Linked DNA regions of Bombyx mori: region 2 is linked to region 1. Evidence: chromatin contacts called from public Hi-C data. All regions are on one chromosome and are shown on one strand. The core of a region is the stretch at or near the end of the contact, and the rest is flanking DNA. Distances in the headings are between cores, read along the strand shown.

Region 1 (4,734 bases), core at 1,033-3,532:
CAAGATCGAAGACGAAGGTTTTAAAAATAACGAAACTGATGGTAATGTACAGAAATAGGCAGAGTGGTGGTACCTACACAAGAGGTCCTACCACCAGTAAAAAAGGAGGAGGAGCGCTAGAAACAGAAGTATTTGAATTGTAATCGTGTAATAAAAGTGAAACCCGCAAAATTATAATTTGCGTAATTACTGGTGGTAGGACCTGTTGTGAGTCCGCGCGGGTAGGTACTACCGCCCTGGCTATTTCTGCCGTGAAGCAGTAATGCGTTTCGGTTTGAAGTGTGGGGCAACCGTTGTAACTATACTGAGGCCTTACAACTTATATCTCAAGGTGGGTGGCGCATTTACGATGTAGATGTCTATGGGCTCTAGTAACCACTTAACACCAGGTGGGCTGTGAGCTCGTTCAGCCATCTAAGCAATAAAAAAAATAAAAATAAAATAAAAAATTTAAATATGGCACCGGGAAAAATATAATTACTTTCCTAGCCTGCTTGTTGCTCAAACAACTTTTAAATTACCCAATAAAAATTAAAGTACTCAATTTTGTAGTAATCCTTGTTATGTTGACTGCGAGGCTCAGAAATATAAAATACCTATTTATGTTTTACTAAGAATAATATAATAAGGCTTAAATTATTAATGTGCATTACGCCGTACGTGGAATGTAATGTGTTACCGTTCTCACGGCTGGCTGTTAATATGCATATTACCGTTTTATTATTAATATGAATTAATAACAGCTTTGAAAAAACGTTATTATTTTAATGCCGACTACGATATCTTTTATTGTTGATCTTTTGGCGGTAAAAATTTTCTAATTAGGTGGACGAGCTTCCGACCCGCCTGTTGTTAAGTGGTTACCGGAGCCCATAAACGTCTACAACGTAAATGTCGCCACCCATTTTGAAATATCAGTTCTAATGTTTCAGTCTTTACAGTACTATCACTGTCCCGCCTTGCAAACCGAAACGCATTACTGCTTCACGGCAAAAATAGGCAAGATGGTGGTACCTACCCGTGCGGACTCACAAAGCGTCCTACCACCAGTAAACCTAACAGTATTAAAAAAGACTACATAAACAACACGATTTTTTTAAAACCACACTCGTTAAAACACAGATTGATTATATTCGTATTATCCAACATACATTTTCGAACTTAAAATATGTAATATGTATATGTATGTATGTCTTTTCTTGTAAATGTTGCAAAAATACAAAGTTGTAAAATATGTATGTGGTTCGGACATTTTCGGTGCTGCCGCGCACTTGACATTTAGACAGGCCAGGCGGCGTGGGGGGTAATTTTTAATGTGCTTCGCCTAACTTGAATCTACACTAATATATAAATCTACAATGGTTTTTACGGATGTTCCGTTATAACTACTGAACCGTGCATCCGATTGACTTGAAACTTGGTGTTCATGTAGAAAATGCATGTACTTAATGGATAGGCTAATATTTTTATGAGTGTTGGACTCCCTAATAATAATGACAATAAATAATAATGTTAGTTTTAAATGGCCAGCGAAGTGGGCGAGTGAGTACGGCTAGTCTGACATAATTTAGGCTTGCATAATCTGAGAATACGTCATAGTTTACAATGATAATTGGGAAACTTGCTTAAACAATATTGAGATTTCGATTTTTATACAGTTTTTTTTATCGAATCTTTAACAATGCCTTTCCAAAAAATATTGCACAATTATGTGAGTATGTAGTTTATTTTCGACTGTTTCGCATCAAAATTATTGGTTAAAAATTTAGATTATGCGACTTATTGAATAGTCACATGTTTCGTTAAATTTTAATATGTCGGGCTTGATGTTAAATCATAGAAAGAAACCTTCACACTTCTGTAATACGAAAATACCCATAAGTATGTAAGTAAGTATTGGAAAATTACTGCAATTATAATATAAAACCAGCATTAAAAATTGTACCCTATCATATAAATTAATTAACAATACAATAGATAGCGACACGTTTTATTGTAAAAAATATGCAGTTAATGTCTTAAACTGGGCTAAATTATACGAAATTCCGATAGAATGTAATTAAAACCCAATAAAGATTACCTTTCATTATCAAAACAGGTTCTATATAAACACGAGTCATTCACAGTCGAAAGTTTATAAGCGTACGTAAGGTGGAAAGTTTTTAGCGGGCAGCGCGACGCGACTCCCGCCTCGAGCGAACCGCGACACTGTGACTGCGGGGAGGAAATTTTAGGGAGTGTCCGGAATCCACCCGCCTTCAAGCCAAACCGCCAACATAGGAAAACTGGAACAAACGTTGGATCACAACGTCGAGCGGCTAAAGGGCAACGCTTTTATATTTCGAATTGTATTACATTTTATGATGCGTCTTCCTGAATTGCTGTTACATACGGTGACCTTTTGAAACACTTTATCGGTTTATATTCGCACACATTGTAGACTTTGTTGTCTGTTGAATTTATTCAAATACGAAAGCTTTATAATTCGTGAACGCGCAAAATAACATTTAGTTAAATTTGAAAAAACCCACACAACTAAAGAAAAATATATTTGCTTTTAAGCTATTGCATAGATTTTATCGCGGGCCTTGAGCGCGGCGACCGAATCATGAAATTCCGTAACGAAAAAAACCTTACACCCCTCACTCCGCCTACCATGTAGCTCGCGTTCAACACATTCACACGTTGCGCTGGTGAAGTGTTTGTGAATAAGCGCGTGGCGTGACGTCACACTGCATGCGCATCATGAAAAGTCTGCCCATCTCTCTCTCGCGCGGTCTAACTTATGAGTGTGAAGGGGATAGTTAAGGTTTTGCTTTTATTAATGTTTAATATAGCGTGGTCTTTTAGTCTTTTAGGTCTCTTAGTAATAGATTCATTGTCAGTATCTTCGGATTCGTCTTTCCCAGAGTCTACTGGATATATTATGTAAGAAGAACAAAGAGAGTAATCGAAATAGTTACTTCAGTGCGCCGCGTAGGGCATCGATGACCCACGTGGCAGTCAACGTGATAAATATTCTAAAAGGAGCGATCTTTCGTGACTTATGCGTCCGAAGCACTAATGTCGTCAAACGTTTGTTCCATCATTAAGCCCTTGTCGGCGAGTGTTGACCAACATTCGGTGTCACTCCCTCGAGCGTGGCCGTCCCGTCACACCGCTCTAAGGTACGTGAATAACATCCAAATGTTGTACGTAAATCGATTGCATGTCCTAAAATTTGGTAGTTAAGGTGTATTTTGCTGTGCTTAGGTTTTATTCCTCGCATAAGTTTTAGATGTTGATTTTCTGGCATTACTAGTTGCAGTTCTAGCGAGTTAGCAGATTGCAATAAGTTAATGGGTCCTGTCTTTTGATAACAGATTTATAATTCCAATAACATCTAGAGTTTACGCGTTTACTTTTGTTGTTGTCAAATTAGTTCCTTGGCTGACTAACTACGTAGTTAGTGACCCTGACTGTTGCGCCAAGGGTCGTGGGTTCGATTCTCACATCAGGCAAACATTCTTAGGATTAACAGATTCGTTTGCTCTTCGGCTACTTAAAAAATGATAAATTTTCGTCGATAAAATGAAAATATTTTATTGATTGAAATTAGTCCAAGTAAGTATCATTACCATGTAAGTAAGTACCAGTTATCTTTTATACAACATGGCTTTTAAAACTAAAAAAACAAGTCTTAGTAATTATACAGGGTGTCCCAAAAAATAGTGTAAAGCCGAAGTTCAGAGGTAGAGCATCACTAGGGCTATCCGACTCATCCCCATGTATGTTCCGCGATTTTTTATATTTTTCGAGTTATGTTTAATTAATAAATTTATTTATTACTGTGTTAAGGCATTTTTTAGTCACTGGCACGAATAGATTACGTACATGTCTGATTTTTATTTCTTAATTAGATAAATACTAGGACTAGTTGATTCAGAAGTATCTCCATCCATAGATCTAATTTAATCTTTTAAAAAATATATTGAAACTAAAAAAGTTAAAAATCCTGTATTTTTTCTAAGCCTATTTAAAAAATAAAGTTACATAACCTTTTTCATTAATTAACTCGAAAACTATCAAGGATTACGGAACATACGTGGCGGTGATTCGGATAGCCCTAATGATGCTCTACCTCTGTACTTCGGCTTGACACTATGTTTGGGACACCCTGTATAATAAAAACTAGAACATGACGGGTAACTGTCTCTATCCTATCTGCTTGGTAGTCGCAGGATCACAGGGCTATATCCGGACGCGTCCAGGCACCCTTATAATGCTAATGTTAAAGACATGGACCTAACATTACCAGTTGCAACCACAACAGTAGTACACCATTAACATACTGTTACGCGCTGGGGTTCATGATTAATAAAAAAATGTGTGCGTGTACTAGTGTACACACGTAAGAAGTGAAACTTCTTTATGGCCTTATTTTTCGAAAAATGATCTACATGCAACTTTCTAGAAATTGGTTAAATAAAGTTAAATTAGATAAAGTTTAAACAAAAGGATTTTATTATCATAGACATGAATACAAAAAAGTTAAATTAGATAAAGTTTAAACAAAAGGATTTTATTATCATAGACATGAATACAAAAAAGATGGCGCGTAACGGAAAAATGTGACGCGTAACCGAAAAATGTGACGGTAAATTTTTTTCCAACGCCGATAAAGAAGTTTCACTTCAAAAATCTACCGAAAAACAAATTAAAGCTCTATTTAATACTCAGAACACTAAAATTCTC
Region 2 (4,734 bases), core at 645-3,144, 47 kb before region 1:
ATTTTGACAATGCCATATAAGGCACCGCCTTGTATATAAAATCGGATTGGACAGTAAACACGTGCCAATCTGTAAGTTTTACTATCGACCATATTTAACGGCTCCGCAATAAATGCTTCTTGACACATAATAAAATATTCGACTTTAGTACGAGCCGATAGATGCTTATGTGCTTATTTATTATAAATGCGTGGAAATCCCTGACACTGCGCGGTTATAGTACGTATGTAGTTTCTTTATTGCCCACCTATTCGCGGGTAGCCTAAGAGGGCTATTTCAGCTGCGCCCAGACTGGTAGGTGAAGAATTTGCTAACACTAGCCCTAGCAAGAGCAGTGCTTCGCAGAATCTACCACCGGATCGGAATCGCGACCCACTGAGAATATCCGGCGCAAACTCAGTGGGCTGTGTCTGTGGGCTAATTTACTCGCCGAGCCCCTCGTCGCAAGCGACGGGTTCGACGAGAACGTTGACCGGTGCGTTATTACTGGTTAATGTTACATTACGTTATTACTAGTTTATGTTATTATTATTGAGCCAAATATTCTAGGAGAGACGAAGGCGCGACGGTTCTTACTCTTGTATGTATTGCGGATAGAGCAGGATCAGGCTGTGATACAAGTGTACATGGATACGTACGTACGTACCGCAGGGACGCCGACCCGTAGTGAGGCCCGTAGTGAGTGTCTATGGGCTACTTAAGTAGTAGGAAATAAGATGTCTATGGGCTTCAGTAACCATTTAACACCAGGTGGGCTGTCAGCTCGTCCACCCATCTAAGCAATAAGAAAACAAACAAAAAAAATACCAAATGGGTTATACCAATAGGTATACATAGCTAATCTGTATAATAATGATGATGAATATCTAATCAATAATAATAATTATTATTAATAAATATATGTGAGCAATCTTGCTCGGTAAATCGAAAGTTGTCATTGAAAATGAGACTTTCCCTAAAAATCCTTGCTCTTATCCTAATCTGTTTTATTCACCAGCAGATGTCTCAAAGAAATAACCCTACCTTTTATAGCATAGTGTAGTACTGAAACCAAACCGTTATCAATCTATAATATGTAATTATTAGCGTAGTTTCAATAATTTTATCGAATTAAATACGAAACCATTGTTATATAATAATAAAAGTTATTTTATGACTAAAATAGTTGAAACTCAAAGTAAAAACTACAGTACGATAATTATATATTTCAGAGATATGAGAGAACAGAATTTAATGATAAATAGTAAGTCTAGCCGCGTCGCCGCATAGACTATTCATCATACATGCCTTTCCACCCCCACCCATCGTCTAATAACATACTGTTCTCTCCTACCATTGTTTGTTTTAAAGCAATGCACCAACGTCATTCTAAATATTTGTCGATATTAGAAGGTTTGGGTTGCAAAAATCGATTTTGTACGAAAACTTTCTTGTTCTAAATGAGAGGATGAGCTCGCGGCCCCTCTGTTTCTTAGTTACTGAAGCCAGTAGACCTTGACACGTGAGGTTGTAATCTCAATTGTATTCTAAAATGACTATCACAAAATAAACTACAGACGTATTTATCAAAATTATTATTTAAGTACTAAACGAAAAACCAACAAGACTCGACAAAGCTTAAACTCAAACGAATCAACTATGTTTCTATTCCATAGAACGATAACAATGAGATGAAAATAACGACGTTCATTAAATAATAAATGTTATTACAAACATAAAAATGGAACTATTCAATCTGCAGTTTCCATAGAAAAATGTAAATTAAATGACGTATTTTCTTTTCATATAAGTATATTTCTTAATTACCGACAACCAATTTACGATTGTAACAAGCAGGTACATTCGGAAGCAATATAGGCACGTTACGGATTCACTAATGACATCACCGCGCCGTTGTAATGCAACGCGCCTGTATTAAATAACGGTCAGCTGTTGAATTACAACGCGACGGCTATGATTTCATTGTGTACAAAAGCTTAGGTCAAATAATACGATTACTACTCACTCTTGTAAATCTGAAATTGAGGAGCCAGCGCCAGTCGTATCGAATTATGCACTAGCTACGGCAGCGACCCCGTTCGCAAAAATTTTGTTCCGCCTTTCCCAAAGCCTTGTGGGCGCTGCAGGCCTAATGGGGGGCGGTATCCTCCCGATCCACTAACGGTGCTTCTAGGTACTTCAAGCACCGGTCGCCGTCCTCGTCGAACCCGTCGCTTGCGACGAAGGGCTCGACGAGTAAATTAACTCTCAGACACAGCCCACTGAGTTTCTCGCCGGATCTTCTCAGTGGGTCGCGTTTCCGATCCGGTGGTAGATTCTGCGAAGCACGACTCTTGCTAGGGTTCGTGTTAGCATCGTCGTCAGGTTTGAGCCCTGTGAGCTCACCTACTAGTTACGGTTACGCTGGAATAGCCGCTACAGGCTACCAGCTTAGGTTTAAAAAAAAAAAAAAGGGGCGATAAGAGACTCAGAAAAAAATGGGGGCGTTGTGTAGAGGCTTCAAAGGCGATTTTTATTTCATCTAAGAGGACTTTCAGACACCGACTGAGCTCTCGCTATAGTGGTTATTAGTAGGTGAAAAAATGGGGGCGCTAAAAAATAATTTAGTCTCAAAGTGGGCAGTTGACAAAATAAATTTGGGAACCACTGATGTAGTTGAATGTTTAGAAATGCATTTATTACATTATTTATTATATATTCCAAATGGTTTTAAAACATTCAATATAAGCATAGCGCGATTCAGAAAGACCGTGTAGTAGCCTAAAAGGTGAGACGTCCGGTGTACGCGTATCAAACGATGCGAATGTGCCAGTGTTCGAATCCCGCAGGCAGGTACCAATTTTTCTAATGAAATAATTAACACGTGTTCACAAATGACTTCCACGATACAGGAATAGCATCGTGTTTTGAAACTAAAGCTAACAAAAAATCTATATTACGTAATTACTGTTGGTAAGGTTCCATGTGAACCCGCACGGGTATGTGCCGTTACCCTGCCTATTTTTGCCGCGAAGCAATAATGCGTTTCGCTTTAAAAACGGGGGCAACTGCTGTACTAATATATAAAACTGAGACTTAGAACTCGCGTCCTAAGGTGGGTGCCGGCATTTACTTTGTTGATGTCTGTGAGCTTTGATACATCACGCCTATAAACATTTAAAAAGAAAAAAGCTAAGTCAAAGTTTTAATAAAAATATTTATAGTAAAAGAAACAAACATATGACAACATTTGTTTACTTAAACCTTACATTACTGGTGGTAGGACCTCTTGTGAGTCCGCGCGGGTAGGTACCACCGCCCTGCCTACTTCTGCCGTGAAGCAGTAATGCGTTTCGGTTTGAAGGGTGGGGCAGCCGTTGTAACTATACTGAGATCTTAGAACTTATATCTCAAGGTGGGTGGCGCATTTACGTTGTAGATTTCCATGGGCTCCAGTAACCACTTAACACTAGGTGGGCTGTGAGCTCGTCCACACATATAAGCAATAAAAAAAATTTAAAAAAAATAGAGGTCTAAAGAGTAAAACTAGAAAAAATCATTGAAGTACATATTATTATATCAGTTTGGTATTTTTTATATGATGCACACACAACAATATACCTCCTGTTTCATTTATAATGATGAGATCCGGAGATTTCTTAACATCAGACGGCCCTGCGCCCGATTACCAAACAAATAGCAAAGGTGAACAAAACTTTATCTTCCTGTTTGCGCTTTATTTTTAAACCAATTTATTTCTTAAGTCATAAGTATATGTACGTACGTAGCTTCACTGAATATTTGTTTTTAATTTATGATATGTCTTTGGAATTTATAGGTTTATAAAGGAACCGTCTAACATATTTAATTTAATTTTGTAAAATTTACTTTGGGAAAGTGAGGTATTAATTGTTTTTTTTGTTCTATTGCCTTCTATGGTAGTCGTGCTTAGGATAATCATCGTCACATAATCGTTCATACCAGAGGCGCAGCGAAGACACTACAATTGAATGCGCGTAATTGCGTTATTGGTGGTAGGACCTCTTGTGAGTCCGCACGGGTAGGTAGGTACCACCGCCCCGCCTATTTCTGCCGTGAAGCAGTAATGCATTTCGGTTTGAAGGGCGGTGCAGCCGTTGTATTTATACTGAGAACTTAGAACTGTATCTCAAGGTGTGTGGAGCATTTACGTTCTAGATGTCTATGGGCTCCAGTAACCACTTAACACCAGGTGGGCTGTGAGCTCGTCCACACATATAAGCATTAAAAAAAAATAAAAAAATTGCATTGTAATTTAAAACTTGAATTTTCTTCACTTGTGTCAAAAAAAATACAAGACACTTAAAAGTACATCATAAATTTCTAAATCTGCCTGAGCCACAGTGACAACCAAAACTTTTAATGGCTAATTAGCTCGCTGGTACCTACAACGCGGTGCCACAAGCTATCTACGTAACGAAAATTAATTTCCTGTTTTAAAACTAAATTTACCTTCTGCTTGGAAACTTATTACATATTACATAATTGAATTTCGTGTATAATACCGTTCGAGGCCTGTTGGGTAAGACGCCCGGTGTACACGTATCGAGCCATGTGGCTATGTTGGGATCAAAAAATGGAGGTCTAAAGCACTAACAACTACGTCTTGACTTACAAACGAACTTTCAAATTTAATGTAAAAAAAAACAATTTAAAAAACAATTTTCAGTTTATGCCAATGCCTTCCTATTTCTGCCGCAAAGCGTCCTGCTTTCC

What was found. A called contact is a pair of places that touch in the nucleus more often than the background predicts.
Region 2: a Hi-C map of midgut shows a contact between it and region 1, with 1.6 times the contacts expected there. The contact joins the enhancer-like site here to the promoter of LOC105842239 in region 1. A contact is called at or near these places in 2 of 7 Hi-C or Micro-C datasets (midgut and whole pupa).

Annotation. Positions count from the first base shown.
Region 1 is chr19:10,974,379-10,979,112 of ASM3026992v2, reverse strand. LOC105842239 reads right to left here and starts at 2,282. Exons shown (of 5, transcript XM_038017786.2): 1 at 2,081-2,282. The region is part of intron 2 of FDL (fused lobes); the gene reads left to right.
Region 2 is chr19:11,021,326-11,026,059 of ASM3026992v2, reverse strand. The region is part of intron 1 of FDL (fused lobes); the gene reads left to right. Among protein-coding and RNA genes, the nearest start is that of LOC134200695, 6.6 kb to the left of the region's middle. Within about 2 kb of position 1,894, at least 5 of the 8 cell types and tissues checked have open chromatin away from gene starts, as enhancers often do.